3 separate regions of the Gossypium arboreum genome follow, and all the other regions are linked to region 1. Evidence: chromatin contacts called from public Hi-C data. All regions are on one chromosome and are shown on one strand. The core of a region is the stretch at or near the end of the contact, and the rest is flanking DNA. Distances in the headings are between cores, read along the strand shown. Region 1 holds the start of LOC108458555 (DNA-3-methyladenine glycosylase). Region 2 holds the start of LOC108460714. Region 3 holds the start of LOC108457615.

The links. Hi-C and Micro-C count contacts between places; a contact is called where the count stands out from the background.
Region 2: a Hi-C map of leaf shows a contact between it and region 1, with 4 times the contacts expected there. The contact joins the promoter of LOC108460714 here to the promoter of LOC108458555 in region 1. A contact is called at or near these places in 2 of 5 Hi-C or Micro-C datasets (both in leaf).
Region 3: a contact with region 1 is called in a Hi-C map of leaf, with 4 times the contacts expected there. The contact joins the promoter of LOC108457615 here to the promoter of LOC108458555 in region 1. A contact is called at or near these places in 2 of 5 Hi-C or Micro-C datasets (both in leaf).

Annotation. Positions count from the first base shown.
Region 1 is chr4:60,460,526-60,465,238 of ASM2569848v2, reverse strand. It overlaps LOC108458555 (DNA-3-methyladenine glycosylase), which reads right to left and starts at 2,845. Exons shown (of 6, transcript XM_017757971.2): 1 at 2,487-2,845; 2 at 2,129-2,200; 3 at 1,857-1,980; 4 at 1,436-1,506; 5 at 249-306; 6 at 1-160. The coding sequence starts at 2,813.
Region 2 is chr4:59,602,099-59,606,811 of ASM2569848v2, reverse strand. LOC108460714 reads left to right here and starts at 1,880. Exons shown (of 3, transcript XM_017760319.2): 1 at 1,880-3,012; 2 at 3,109-3,188; 3 at 3,289-3,635. The coding sequence starts at 2,122. The coding sequence ends at 3,382.
Region 3 is chr4:59,822,826-59,827,538 of ASM2569848v2, reverse strand. LOC108457615 reads left to right here and starts at 2,577. Exons shown (of 3, transcript XM_017756655.2): 1 at 2,577-3,795; 2 at 3,898-3,977; 3 at 4,078-4,503. The coding sequence starts at 2,902. The coding sequence ends at 4,171.

The DNA.
Region 1 (4,713 bases), core at 1,596-4,095:
GAAAGCCTGAGAGTATTTTTAGGAGCACTTATCCATGCGGAACCGGCAATGGCAAATCTCCACAAGGCGTTAACGTGCTCGGGTAAAGCGTACTCAATGCCAACACGTGGCCCAATTAATATCTTATCCGGTTCAGGCCCGTCCAAGAGTTCCAAACCACCTAGGCCACACTCCATATAATTTTATATTATAGGACTACATCAGTAGAAATCAGAATTATGTACAAATATAGCAGCTCAACTAATTACCAGGAGTGTATAGTGGATGGTTAGACCATTCTGTGGTAATTCCAAGTGCCTGACCAACCTAATACATAGAAATATATGAATTAATAACTCAAAAATCATACATTACTCCAGAGAGATATCTATGACTATTTTTTTCATGAAGTACTCATGTTTGACACCCATGTATGGCACATATGGGTATGACCCCCCACCAAGTACATAGAGAAACTTATAAAAAATTAAACATACTCATATTTGACACTCTCACTTGAATTTGAGTAATATAGGAGATGATTGCTCTATGCAAGGAATCGTTTTTTTTTGGGGAGGTGGGGGTGGGGGTGCGGGTGGGGGAGGGAGGACCAGATCACTAATAGATCAGCGAGTAAATTTTCTCTTTGCTAAGTTGCAGCAACTTAATACATGAAAGACCTGAAGAACTTTAATACACCAATGTTTCAATCCAAGCAAAAAACTTTATTGTCTGATTATACATTAATGTTAAGCTCATATAATTCTTTCTAAGTGTCATTCAATGCCTCCACATTTTATCAGCTAGAATATGATCTAAAACTTTTTTTTTCCACATAAATGACTTGGAAGCTTAAAAGTAAAAAGGATAAGTGAAAGTTAATACTTCATGAAAGTGTAACAAAAAGAGAGGCAGACGAAAAGAAAACAAAGTGTGAAGTACATATGCACATGTGTGGGCAGAAATGACCTGACAGTTTGCATGCAGGGTTGGCCGTATACATGGTACATTTCTTCAGTTCTCTTTTGAAGCCATTAAAGCCTTGGAATTTTGGCATCATTCCAAACTGTTAGATTCACTTTAAACCTTCTTAGTAGCAAATCCAATGCTGAGTTTGAATGTTTGATAAATGAAAAATCTGAATTCATTTCATCACTTCCTTTTCTTTTGTTTTGGATAATTTTCATCATCCCTCCTCCCTCTCCCCAAATTTTGTCATTATAGCTCATCTCACTAATAAGTTCAAATTGCATATAGGTGATGCAATGAATATGTCAAGGTAAAAGAGGATCAAGATTTTATTTGCACTTGAGAAGAATTCTTAATTAATTATCTGAAACCAATATTTAAAAACTGTTTATGCTAATTGAACCAACAAATCCACATTGCATAAAAAGGAACATAAAAAGGAACATCAAAATAATCCAAAAATAAGAGGAAATAATAAACTTAGAACCTTTCCGGGTCCAGTGAGAAGAATAGGCTTTTCAGTTTGCTGACCACGACGCTCCTGAATAGTCTCCAAACCTGCAACGGGGTTCACATATTGCCTTCAACAAACATTATGTTTTGTTTTCTGACCCAAAGATAGAAAGCATGTAAAGTTCGAGATTTTTATGAAGGACAAGAAAACTAGAAATGAATATTCCCACAAAAATTCTTAACAGTTACTATATTATGAGATGTTAAAGTAGGCGATTGCAAATAATTAAATAAGGACAATTCAAGGGATCATCAACTACGCATTCACAACAATGAAAGGCTAAATAGGCTACAATAATAAGAAACATTAGCAATTTAATAGATAACAAACAAAGCAGATGATTATAGAAGTAACAGATACTTAGTTAATACAAGATAATAATATGATAACGTACCACACACCGGAGCGCATGCACGTATTAACACTGCAGCCCCAGCTCCTTCTTTGTCAGCAACAACATTGAGCATCGTATGAAGTCCATAGCAAAGATAAACATAAGCATGCCCTCCAGGACCAAACTACAACAACCACATAGAGGATCTCAATATCTATTATTATTAGTACCAAAATAAACATAAATAGTGTTAAAACCATCAAGGTATTACTGGAGCAATGATCAGATTAGCAAGCACATGTGAAAGATGAAAGCAAAAGGGCTAAACTCACAACAGGGGCTGTTCTTGCCGTGACTCCAAATCTACCATGACAAGCTGAGTCATTTGGCCTATAAGCCTCTACCTGTTAAAACATAATGATTCAAATAAGAAAATGCATAACAATGGAATTAAAATTAATTGGTGGGGGGAATATGAAACTTTGACCAGACCCAATTAGTAGGTAGCCTTTGTTTTTCTTTGGTTTTCTTCTCAGCAAGCAAATAAAATGGGCTTTGAACAAAATTCAACTGCTCAAATTAATGAAAGCCCCAACACCCAAAAAGTACAAATTTCGAACTTCCATTTCGATTTTCCGAAGAGCTAAAAGAATTTAGGAAGAAAGTCAGCAAAAATGCACCAAAAATTACCTCAGTGATTTGAAGAACAACATCATCTCTCCTTAAAAACTTGCCAAGCAAACGTGGCGCCAAATCAAGAGCGTCAATTTGAAAGAACTCCGGGGGCAGTATCGTGGTATTGCGAAAACAAGGGAGAGAAACCGGAGAAGATTGCGGCCGAGTTTGTTTACGGCTTGGTTTGGTCCGGGTCCTAACGGTCACTGCTTTGGAACTGTGACTCGTCCGTCCTTCCAGGCATTGGCTCGACCGAACTGTTTTCCTGGATTTCGAAGCAACTGGTTTAAATTGGTGAGTTGGGTTCATCTGGACCAAAAGTGTTGGAGCTGAAAGAGACATAAGGATATTGAATTTTTTTATATTGGTCAGAATTTGAAGGGTTGGGTTCTACTTTTGACTTTTTGGGTAAACGACCCACACAACTTTTAGAATATTTTCAATTTGATCACCTAAAATTAAATTTTTATAATTTTGTTATCTAACTTTTAGGGCAGTTTCATTTCAATCACCAGCTGTAACGGTAGTTAATTGTACATGTTATAACATATCTGTATTTTCATTTTTGTCACTCAACTTTCGAGTCGCTTTAAGTTTGGTGACTTAAAAATAATATCTTTTTAAATATTGATTGGTGTAAATAAAACATCAAGCATTAAAGTGAAATAGTGATAGAAACTAAAATAATACACAAAATTGTCAAATTGTATTTGCTTATCCCATTGTCAAAATTCTAAAATTCTTTTTAAAATATTAAAATTTAAATTTCAAAACATCAAAATAAATTAAATAAATTGTTGAAATTTTTTATCTCTTGATAATGTCAATTGATTTGTTACTATAATATTGAAATTTATTAATTTAATCACCTTCCAAAATTTAAATTTTTATTTTATATTTTCCAAATTATTGTAATGTCCCTAAAATCCCTTAATCGTAAATAGTGTTAATTCAAGAATATATGACTTAGAATTTTGAAGTCAATAAAATAAGAATTATTAGTGTTAGTAGAAAAGATAATTAGATACTTGAGGAATTGAAAAGATTAATATATTGAAAAATATTAATTTAGGGTATAAACTAAATTGTAAGGTTATAAAAAGTGTTAGAATAAAATGAAAGATTTAAAGTATAAAGAATTAAATTGAATTGGTGGGAAAATGTGAAAGAACATAGAGTGCAATTATTACAAAAAGAGTTGATAATTGTTTAAATTTTAATTAAAGAAAGATATGAAAATTTTGTCAGGGCCATTGGATAACATAGGAAAGAATTAAATCTAAGCCATTCAAAATGGAATGTGATGGAAAGATTTTTTAGTTGTCATACTTTTTATTTCTTTATATATTATTAATATTATATCATATAATTTTATTATTATTAAATTATTTAGTGACGTGATCTTTGGAATGTTAATTGGGCCAAACATCAAGCTGCCCATTTCCATACCATTTAGGATATATGTTGACGAGGCTCTAAGAGATAGGATGTAAGATATTTCTGATGGTCCAATTAAAATTCCTATTAGGCCTATGATACGGGCTAGAACTAAGAGATTCAAAGAAGCACTTGTAGGTTTGATCCAACACGTTTGGGCTGAATATGACAAGTTCAATATTTAATTGGCATCTATTAAAGACCCAAGTTCATGCAACATTTTGCATGTGAAATTTTGAAGCTCAATCATCCATTTTACTTTGTCTTAATTCCATAACTTTTTAAAATCATACTTTTTTGTTTCAATGTGTGTCTTATTATTTAAATATTAAATATTGTAATTTTCATTACATCATTAGTTTTATATCTAATGTGTCCTATTGTGTTTTAAAAATGTCTTAGTTTGTTATGTCATTATCATGTCTTTTTTGTTACAATTTAATTGTTATGTTTATTTTTGTCTTTAATATGTCTTTATTTTGTTCTAGGAACAACAAATGGTTGGTCACCTAAAGGGTTACAAGGAGTTGTTCATTCAGCTAAGGAATATGGAATTAAGGTGCTTTAAACTAGGTCTGTTCGTTCTCCAAGGTTCATACAAAACCGAACAGTCACAAAAAAGGTGCAAATCCTTAAGGATTAAGCTGCATGAACATTCATCAAGTGTCCATTCAAACTCCTTCACATATATGAAATTTTCGGTCACCAAAGGGTCTTACATGAATTTGGTCAATTAACTTCTTCCCATGCATGAACTCTCTTGCAACGAGTTAAATGCAGCCACCGAATTCATCATCAAGGTGCA
Region 2 (4,713 bases), core at 631-3,130, 860 kb after region 1:
AAGAAGTTTGGGTGGCAAAATGGCTTGGTAAATAGCATATTTTTGTCCACACGGACAGAGACACGAGCGCGTGTCTCAGCCGTGTGTGATACACGATCATGTACATGGCTGTGTGTCCCCTGATGTTGAAATTAAAATCAAGTCAATATGCTCCACACGGCCTCACACACAGGCGTGTGACTTGACCATGTGGCATAAGTCAGTATACCCTACAGGTTTGGCACATGGCCTAGCACACGGCTTAGCACACGGGTGTGAATGACCATTTTTAGGGCATACGGGCTAGCCACACTGGTGTATGTGTTGGTCATGTAACCCAAGTCAGAGAGTTACATGGGGTCGGACACGGGCTGGGACACGGCTATGTACTCCCAACTCGAATGTCCACACAGCTTGTGACACAGGCGTGCCTGTTGGCCGTGTGAGACACACGAGCGTGTGTCCCTTGTTTTTGAGAAAAATTCTTAAGTGTTCAAAAAGTTTACAAAGTTATCGGTTTAGTCCCGAACCACTCCCAATGTATGTTTAGGGCTTCGTAGGCTCGTATTAGGGACACAATGATTGGTTGTAAATAAAATATATATGATTTGATTAATTGTATGTGAAATGTATGTTTGAATATGTTATAAGTCTGGTAATGCTCCGTACTCCTATTCCAGCATTGAATACGGGTGAGGGGTGTTACAAATCACATAATGAAAATTTAATTCTCTTTATAGACAAGAAAAAAAAATTGAATTTTCACAAAAAAAAGAATTTATTTGGAAAAATAGATCTCACTAATTTTCGACAAAGTGACTACATTTAAAGTTTTATGTTGTTTACTTATCCCATAGTCCCTTTTTATAAAGAAAATGCACAAGAGTTCTATTTGAATAAGAGGAGACAAAAATAATACAATTTTAATAGAAAATACAGACTCCCATTAAGACATCACATGGTGAGTGGCACACACACTAGGAATATTCCAATGTGCTACCCACCATAATACAAGTGGGCTTTATTAGGTTTTTCTTATATTAGGTACAACTATATATTTGTTATATAGTCTTTAAAGTAACTTATATAATTTATCCAACTTAATATGAGTTTTATGTTCCCAAAATATTATTTATTTAATCAATTAAAACAAATTTAATTATATCTCTCAATTAAATTATTGGATAAACTATACTCACCGTCACTAAACTATTAGTACATTTACATTTTGATTACTCAACTTTAAAAATCTATAGAATGGTGATTGAACTATTCGAAAGTTTTCATTTAAGTCATTGGGTTGTTAAAATCACTACTGTATGACCTTTTTTATTAGCCCCATATGCACCAATCAAAAGCTTTCCTTCCCCTTCCTTTCTACAATTAAGTTTTTTTTTTTATGAAATAGCTTTGAACGCCACAAACTTGCAAACCAAAATCCAAACAATTTTCTTTTTCGATTTTCGACAATAACTATTAAATCGACTTGGATCTAAGATATGTTATTATACTTGTCGATGGATACTAATCCACATATCGTTCATTGAAACATCGCTTAGAGTTTGTTAACTAAACTTTTTTTTTAATAACTTAATAGTCTAGTGACTTAAAAAAACTTTTAAATTGTTTAATGATTTAAATAAAAATTTTGAAATAATTTAGTGATCACTCTGAAACTCTTTGAAGTTTAATGACCAAAATATAAATTTATTAATAATTTAATAATATTAATGTAATTTAACCAATTTTATTTAAAATGATGATATAATATACAATTTCAACTTTTCATTGGGTGGTAAAGCCAACAAATCCATAATCAAACATATTTAAGTAAATCAATGTTTTATTTTATAAGGGATGTTTTAAAATTACAATATTTGTACCAAACATGCCATAAGCTTTGCACAACATCAGCAAAGAAACCCTAAAAGCAGACGAGCTCCTCGTAGTGAAGTCTTCTAGATCCTTCCAAAAATATTAGTTTTATATATCTATCCCACATTCTGGATTCTTCTACCTCCCCGCCCCGAACCCTCCAGAGCGGCCCCTCCCACCCAATTGCTTCTTTTAAGCTCTCCCTTCCATTATTATCCTCACATATCTCTCAATCCCTAATACACCGTCGTCTTGATTTTTTCATCAATGGCCAAGTACGGCGAAGGAGACAAGCGCTGGATCGTGGAGGAAAGACCCGACGGTGCTAACGTCCACAACTGGCACTGGGCTGAAACCGATTGCCTCCCCTGGTCGAAAACGTTCTTCACCAAATCGCTTTCGGATCTCACCATCCTTGACGGCCAAGGTAATCTCCGCATCAAGACCAAGAAGGTCGAAAAGGTCGACGGCGAAGCCTATGTTAATATTCGCAAGGGTAAAGTCATTCCCGGATATGAAATCAGTTTGAGTGTATCCTGGGAAGGCGAAGCCAAAGATGGGGAAGGGAAGACAATGTTGAAAGCTGAAGGTAACCTCGAGATTCCGTACATTTCGGATGAAAATGCTGAAGAGGATCCGGAAGTTAAGGTGACGGTTAAAGACGAAGGACCCGTTGGTAAAGCCTTGAAGGAAGCGATGCTGGCCAAAGGCAAGGCTTTGGTTTTGGAGAAAGTGAGGGATTTTGTTCAAGCTATGGCGAAAGGTGGCCCCGTTAAAGATGAATTGGAAGCCAAGAAATCGGCTCCCAAAACTAATACTACTACTGGTAATAGTAACTCAGCTGCAGTGTCTAAGGAGAAAGTTGGGATGGAGAAGGAAGCCAAAAAGGAAGTGAAGAAGGAAGGGAAGAAAGGGTTCAAGACGATTACAATGACGGAGAAGTTTAATTGTAGAGCTAAGGATATATATGAGATTTTGATGGATGAGAATAGATGGAAAGGGTTTACTCAGAGTAATGCTAGGATAAGTAAAGAAGTCGGTGGTCAATTTAGTATTTTCGATGGATCGGTTACTGGTATTAACTTGGAGTTGCAAGAAGGGAAGTTGATTGCTCAGAGATGGAGATTTGGGAGCTGGCCCGACGGGATTGATTCTACTGTAAGTTTAATGGATTCCACTTTTGCCTGTTCTCCAGGTTTTTGGGAATACAGTGTGGTCGAATGATGGCTTATCTTTAATGGGTTGTTGTTGCAGGTAAGACTTGTTTTCAATGAGCCTGAGCCTGGGGTTACTATAATCAAACTCACGCATTCAGATGTTCCCGAGGAGGACAGGTTGGTTTTTATTTGTTTTATTGCGCAAGATGGCTAATTTCTTACTTTCTGAATTGGGTCATTGATTTTACTTCTGTTTTTGCTTTGATTTGTGATGCAGATATGGGAATGCGACTGTGGTGGAGAACACTGAGAGGGGTTGGAAAGACCTTATTTTCAATAAGATACGAGCAGTATTTGGTTTTGGAATATGATTTATTTTATTCCGAAACGAGGAATAGTCTTTCTTTTTTGGTTTTGAATTGTTGGAACTTTATGAACACTTCTTTCTTTCAGTTTATTGTGAAAAATTTATAAGACTTTGCAAGTCTGATCTTGGTCTACTGGTTCATGGTTTTAAAGTTGAAACTTGGACTGAGTGTCATTGTTGTCTTGTTTGCCGATATCTAATCTATCCCCTTTAATGAGAATGATGAAAATGTTGCCTTGCCAGCAACTTCATTATAAGTCTGTCAGTGCGCATAGTGTCTCCTTGAGGATATATATATACTTTAAGTATATGTTAGTGTTACGATGTTACTTAAGAGTGAATGGTTTAATTCTCTGCTGCTTTAATGTGTTGATCTTGATGATACTGAAAACTAAGCTCAAATTTTATTGTTCTCTTTCTTCTGTTAGAAGCATACAGGCTTCTTTTTTGCATTGGGTCTTAGAATGATCAATCGCTCACGGGCAATGTGAAGTTTGTGGAATGCTTCATTATGTTGTCCATGATTTACAATGAATTTTCTCTGCGTAGTTTGTGATTATTTATTTTCAAGCAAATTAACAATCTAGTTAATGTAGATTTTGGATTGCCCATTGCTTTTGAAGTATTTTTATTGGTTTACATCATATCTGGTGCTTGGACCACGGTTAACTTAGCTACTGATTCTGTAGTTTGTTATTCTTTGAGGATGTAAGTGGAGACATGGTTTTGTTTCTGCAGTCGGAGCGGGCATGATAATCTAGCTACTTGACATATGGCTGTGGCATTGCACTTAATTTGTTTAATCGTTCAAAATGAAGCACTTGTTTCTGTGCCAACAGTGTTGGCCCTGTGAAGGGCAGGAAGCATCTTTGGCCAAGTAATTCAGAGTGTGCGTAGGTACAACAAAACGATCATGAAGTTAGAAGAGGAAATATTCAAATTGTTGTTCCTCAATTTATGGCATATAGTTAGCTTCTGTTTTGGATATGCATCTCATTGGAAATGTCTTATAATAAAAAGAGTTAAAAGAGAGCTTTTTATACAGGGATTAAGATGTGTTTACAGTTCTATAAGGCGCATGAGCCTCAAAGCCTCCAACTAAACACTTTGATTACTCTCTTAGTGCAGAACGTCCAAGATGTAACTAGTGAAAGATAGAACGGTTAGTAGCAGATATTTGTGCCATTGCATGTGTTTTATGTGTAAATAACAGCTCCAAATCCAATGTCTTTTAGGTAGCATGTCAAGGATTCTTAGGCTGGACATGATTAAAGTTCATCTTTCATTCAGAAACTTCAATTCATTCGCTTAGGCTTTTAGCTTTATTAAGAACTG
Region 3 (4,713 bases), core at 1,328-3,827, 640 kb after region 1:
GAAAGATGACTTAAATGGTTGAACTTGTGGTAATTGTCAATTATATTTGTTAGCTCGATCGATCAAACCAAAATTTCCAAGAGGACGTGAATTGGCCTTTAAAAAAATTGGTGGAAGTAAAGAAAAAGTATGAAATAATGAACGCAAAGATTTAGAGTGTTTCGACCTCAATTGCCTACTCCACTACCTTAGCTTTCCACAACTAATGATTTTTCCAAATTCACTAATTTATTCAACCTTTGAGGATAAGGTTTAACCTTATATCTCTCTTAAAATTTCTACCCAAATCTTAAGACAAACCCTCTCAAAGAATTACAAAAAAAAAAAACTAAGAAATAATCCTTACAAGATCAGAATGTTTGTCAATAAAGCACAAATAAACAAGAAAAAAAAACTAAGAAATAATCCTTACAAGATCAGAATGTTTGTCAATAAAGCACAAATAAACAAGAATACACTTGAGTTAAAGAATAACAATAAAAGCTCACAAGTGTATACAAGAAAAGTATGAAAGAATTGAACACTAAGGTTGAAATGATTGATCTTTAGGCTTGATTATATTTCTTATAGTTGTAGGACCATCAGAAGTTGGTATTTATACCTTCTAATTCATTTCCAATTGTTGTGGTTGTTGGGAGAATAAATAAAGTCATTGGGATGGAAATACCGGACCATTAAATTCACCTGCAACAAAAAGTATCAATACTTTTTGTACGAGTATCAATACTAGAGACATTTAATGTCTGATTTAGTGACCGTTAAAATTAGTTTCCAACTATACCAAAGATGATTTATCAATACCTGGTAAAAGGTATCGATATAATTTTATGGGTATCGATACTTTTTGACATTATTGAATAGATCATGAAAAATAGAATTCAAAATTGGTATCGATGTAAATTTTTTGTATCGATAAAATTTAATAAGCATTGATATAATTTTCAAGGTATCGATACTTATTATTCGTGTTCAATTTTTTTGATTCAAAACAGAAAGTAGATTTGATATCAATAAAAAGATGAAGTATCGATACATTTTGAAAAACATCGATACTTCTTGTAGGGAGTAGTTTTTCAATTAATTTGAAATGGTTTTGATTAAGTTCAAGAGTTTAAATTTATTTTCAGAACTTTGTCAAATATATTCTATTAAAGCATTTTCTAGGATGTTTGAAAGTTTTGAAATATTATTCATATTTTGAATTCTTTGTCAAAAAAAAATTTATAGTTTAGACCTAATTCAACCTTTGGTTAGCAAAAGAGCTTTCGTAAGCTCATATAAAATCCGAAAATGATTGTATAATATATTTTAAATAAGTAATATAAATATTAGTATGTTTCATGTTGTATTAAATTGTATTTAATTATAGTTATTTCGATAACTAATGTGACATCTTGTAAGTGGAACCTAATGATTAGATTGAGTATTAAATATTACAAATTAAGCTTAAAGGAAGATTTCTTAGTTTTAGTAAGAAAGTAAGGCGGGTAATTAAATTTTTGGATGAATTTAAAGAAAATATAAAAAAATGAAAAGAGAATAAGATGAGAAAATTGAATAGGGGAGTAAGCTTCTTTTTTATTCAACCCAAATTAACTAAGTCAAATGTCAAAGTCCTTCCTTTTTTAAAAATGTGTGGCCCACATTTATTCTTCAAGTAATATTTCATTTAATGGCTCCAAATTGTTCTAATGATTTAATATCTCACAATTATATTATATAAAATGACCAAGATGTTTTTTATGTGGTACAATTCTACTTTAACCTTTTTTATCTTTTGTCTTATCACTTTTTTATTTTATTCGAGGTACTTAAAACTTTTAAATGTCCATAATTAATAATATGTACATAAATTTTGCATTTACGAACATTCTTGACAAAATAAAAATTTTATTGAGTAATTTACACTTTAAGTCCTTAATTTTTTATTCAATTCAATTCAAAAATTATTGAGTAATTTACACTTTAAATCTTTATACTTTTTAAATTTTAAACTTTATTCCCTAATGTGACTTCCATTATATAATATTCATTCCAAGTCATCCTCAGGTCCAACAATCATTACCTACTTCTAATTCTTCAATTCGACTTCAATATTTTTGAATCTATAAGTTGGCCACTTTATACCAAAAATCTATCTGTCACATTCTCTCAAAATAGCTTTTGTACAAGTCAAACCGTTTCTTTACCATTTCATTTATTACACTTACTTTTAAGTTTTCTACAAAATTTCGCTGTATCGGATCTTCGGAACCATATTGTTTACTATATTGAAAATGTGAGGAGTTTCAGTATAAAAAACCATTATCAATTTCTCATGCCATTAATCTACTTTCTTGCTATGTACCAAAAGAAAATATAAGAATGATAACCGGTCTAATATTTAATTGTTGTAACATTTAAATTCAATTTTGCATGATTGTTTTAAATATGATTATATTATAATTTGTATCAGATTACATGTATTAAACTCAAATATTATTATTTGGATACCTATCTAAATTAAATAAATTATCAATTAGATACTTTAATAACAAGTAAAGGGCAACTGATTTATTTAAATTCAACTACTAATTATTAATTACATCTCCTCGTTCCTGCTAAACGTCCGTCTGAGACTTTTTTTTTTCCCTTTCTCCAAGTAATAGTGAGCCTTTCTGTTTGTACCAAGCTCTGTGCAACATCGACAACAAAACCCAAAGTTCCTCGTAGTGAAGTCTCTAGATCCTTCCAAAGATAATTAGTTTTATATATCCATCCCATATTTCTGGATTCTTCCACCTCCCGCCCGAACCCTCCAGAGCAGCCCCTCCCACCCAATTGCTTCTTTTAAGCTTTCTCTTCCATTATCCTCATATCTCTCTCAATCCCTAAGACACCCTCGTCTTGATTTTTCCATCAATGGCCAAGTACGGCGAAGGCGGCAAGCGATGGATCGTGGAGGAAAGACCTGACGGTGCTAATGTCCACAACTGGCACTGGGCTGAAACCGATTGCCTCCCTTGGTCTAAAACGTTCTTCACCAAATCGCTTTCCGATCTCACCATCCTTGATTGCCAAGGTATTCTCAGCATCAAGACCAAGAAGGTCGAAAAGGTCGATGGCGAAGCCTATGTTAATGTTCGCAAGGGTAAAATCATTCCCGGATATGAAATCAGTTTGAGTTTATCCTGGGAAGGCGAAGCCAAAGATGGGGAAGGGAAGACGCTGTTGAAAGCTGAAGGTAATCTCGAGATTCCGTACATTTCGGATGAGAATGCTGGCGAGGATCCGGAAGTTAAGGTGACGACTAAAGACGAAGGACCCATTGGTAAAGCCTTGAAGGAAGCGATGCTGGCCAATGGGAAGCCTTTGGTTTTGGAGAAAGTGAGTGATTTTGTAAAAGCTATGGCGAAAGGTGGTCCCGTTAAAGATGAATTGGAAGCCAAGAAATCGGCTCCGAAAAATACAACTACTACTACTAGTAATAGTAACTCAGCTGCGATGTCTAAGGAGAAAGTTGGGGTGGAGAAGGAAGCCAAAAAAGAAGTGAAGAAGGAAGGGAAGAAAGGGTTTAAGACGATTACAATGTCGGAGAAATTTAATTGTAGAGCTAAGGATATGTACGAGATTTTGATGGATGAGAATAGATGGAAAGGGTTTAGTCAGAGTAATGCTAGGATAAGTAAAGAAGTCGGTGGCCAATTTAGTATTTTCGATGGATCGGTTACTGGAATTAACTTGGAGTTGGAAGAAGGGAAATTGATTGCTCAGAGATGGAGATTTGGGAGTTGGTCCGACGGGATTGATTCTACAGTAAGTTTAATGGATTCCGCTTTTGCCTGTTCTCCAGGTTTTTGGGAATGCAGTGTGGTCGGATGATGGCTTATCTTTACTGGGTGGTTGTTATTGTTGCAGGTAAGACTTGTTTTCAATGAGCCTGAGCCTGGGGTTACTGTAATCAATCTCACGCATTCAGATGTTCCCGAGGAGGACAGGTTGGTTTTTGTTTGTTTTATTGCGTAGCATGGCTAATTTCTTACTTACTGAATTTAGTTATCGATTCTGTGTTTGTTTTTGCTTTGATTTGTGATGCAGATATGGGAATGCAACTGTGGTGGAGAACACTGAGAGAGGTTGGAGAGACCTTATTTTCAATAAGATACGGGCAGTATTTGGTTTTGGAATATGATTAATTTTATTCCGAAACGAGGAAGTCTTTGGGTTTGAATTATTGGAACTTCATGAAGACTTATTCTTTCAACTATTTTCTTGTGAAAGATTTATAAGACTTTGCAAGTCTGATCTTGGTCTGCTGGTTCATGGTTTTAAAGTTGAAACTTGGACTGTGTCTCTGTTGTCTTGTTTGCCAATATCCAAACTATCCCTTTAGACTTATAATAATGACAATGATGAAAATGTTGCCTTCCAGAAACTTAAAGTATGTCGGGGCGGATAGTGTCTCCTTGAGGATGTATATCCTTTGTGTACATATTAATGTTATGATGTTACTTAAGGGCGAAATTTGGTTTGGGTTGCTGGTTTATTTTTCTGCCGCTTTAACGTATTGATCTTGATGATACTGAAAAAAAGCTCAAATTGAATTGTTCTCTTTCTTCTGTTAGAAGCATACAGACTTTTTTGGCATTGGGTCTTAGAATGATCAATCACTCACAGGCAAGGTGAAGTTTGTGGGTTGCTTCACTAGAGTGTCCATGGTTTTACAATAAAATT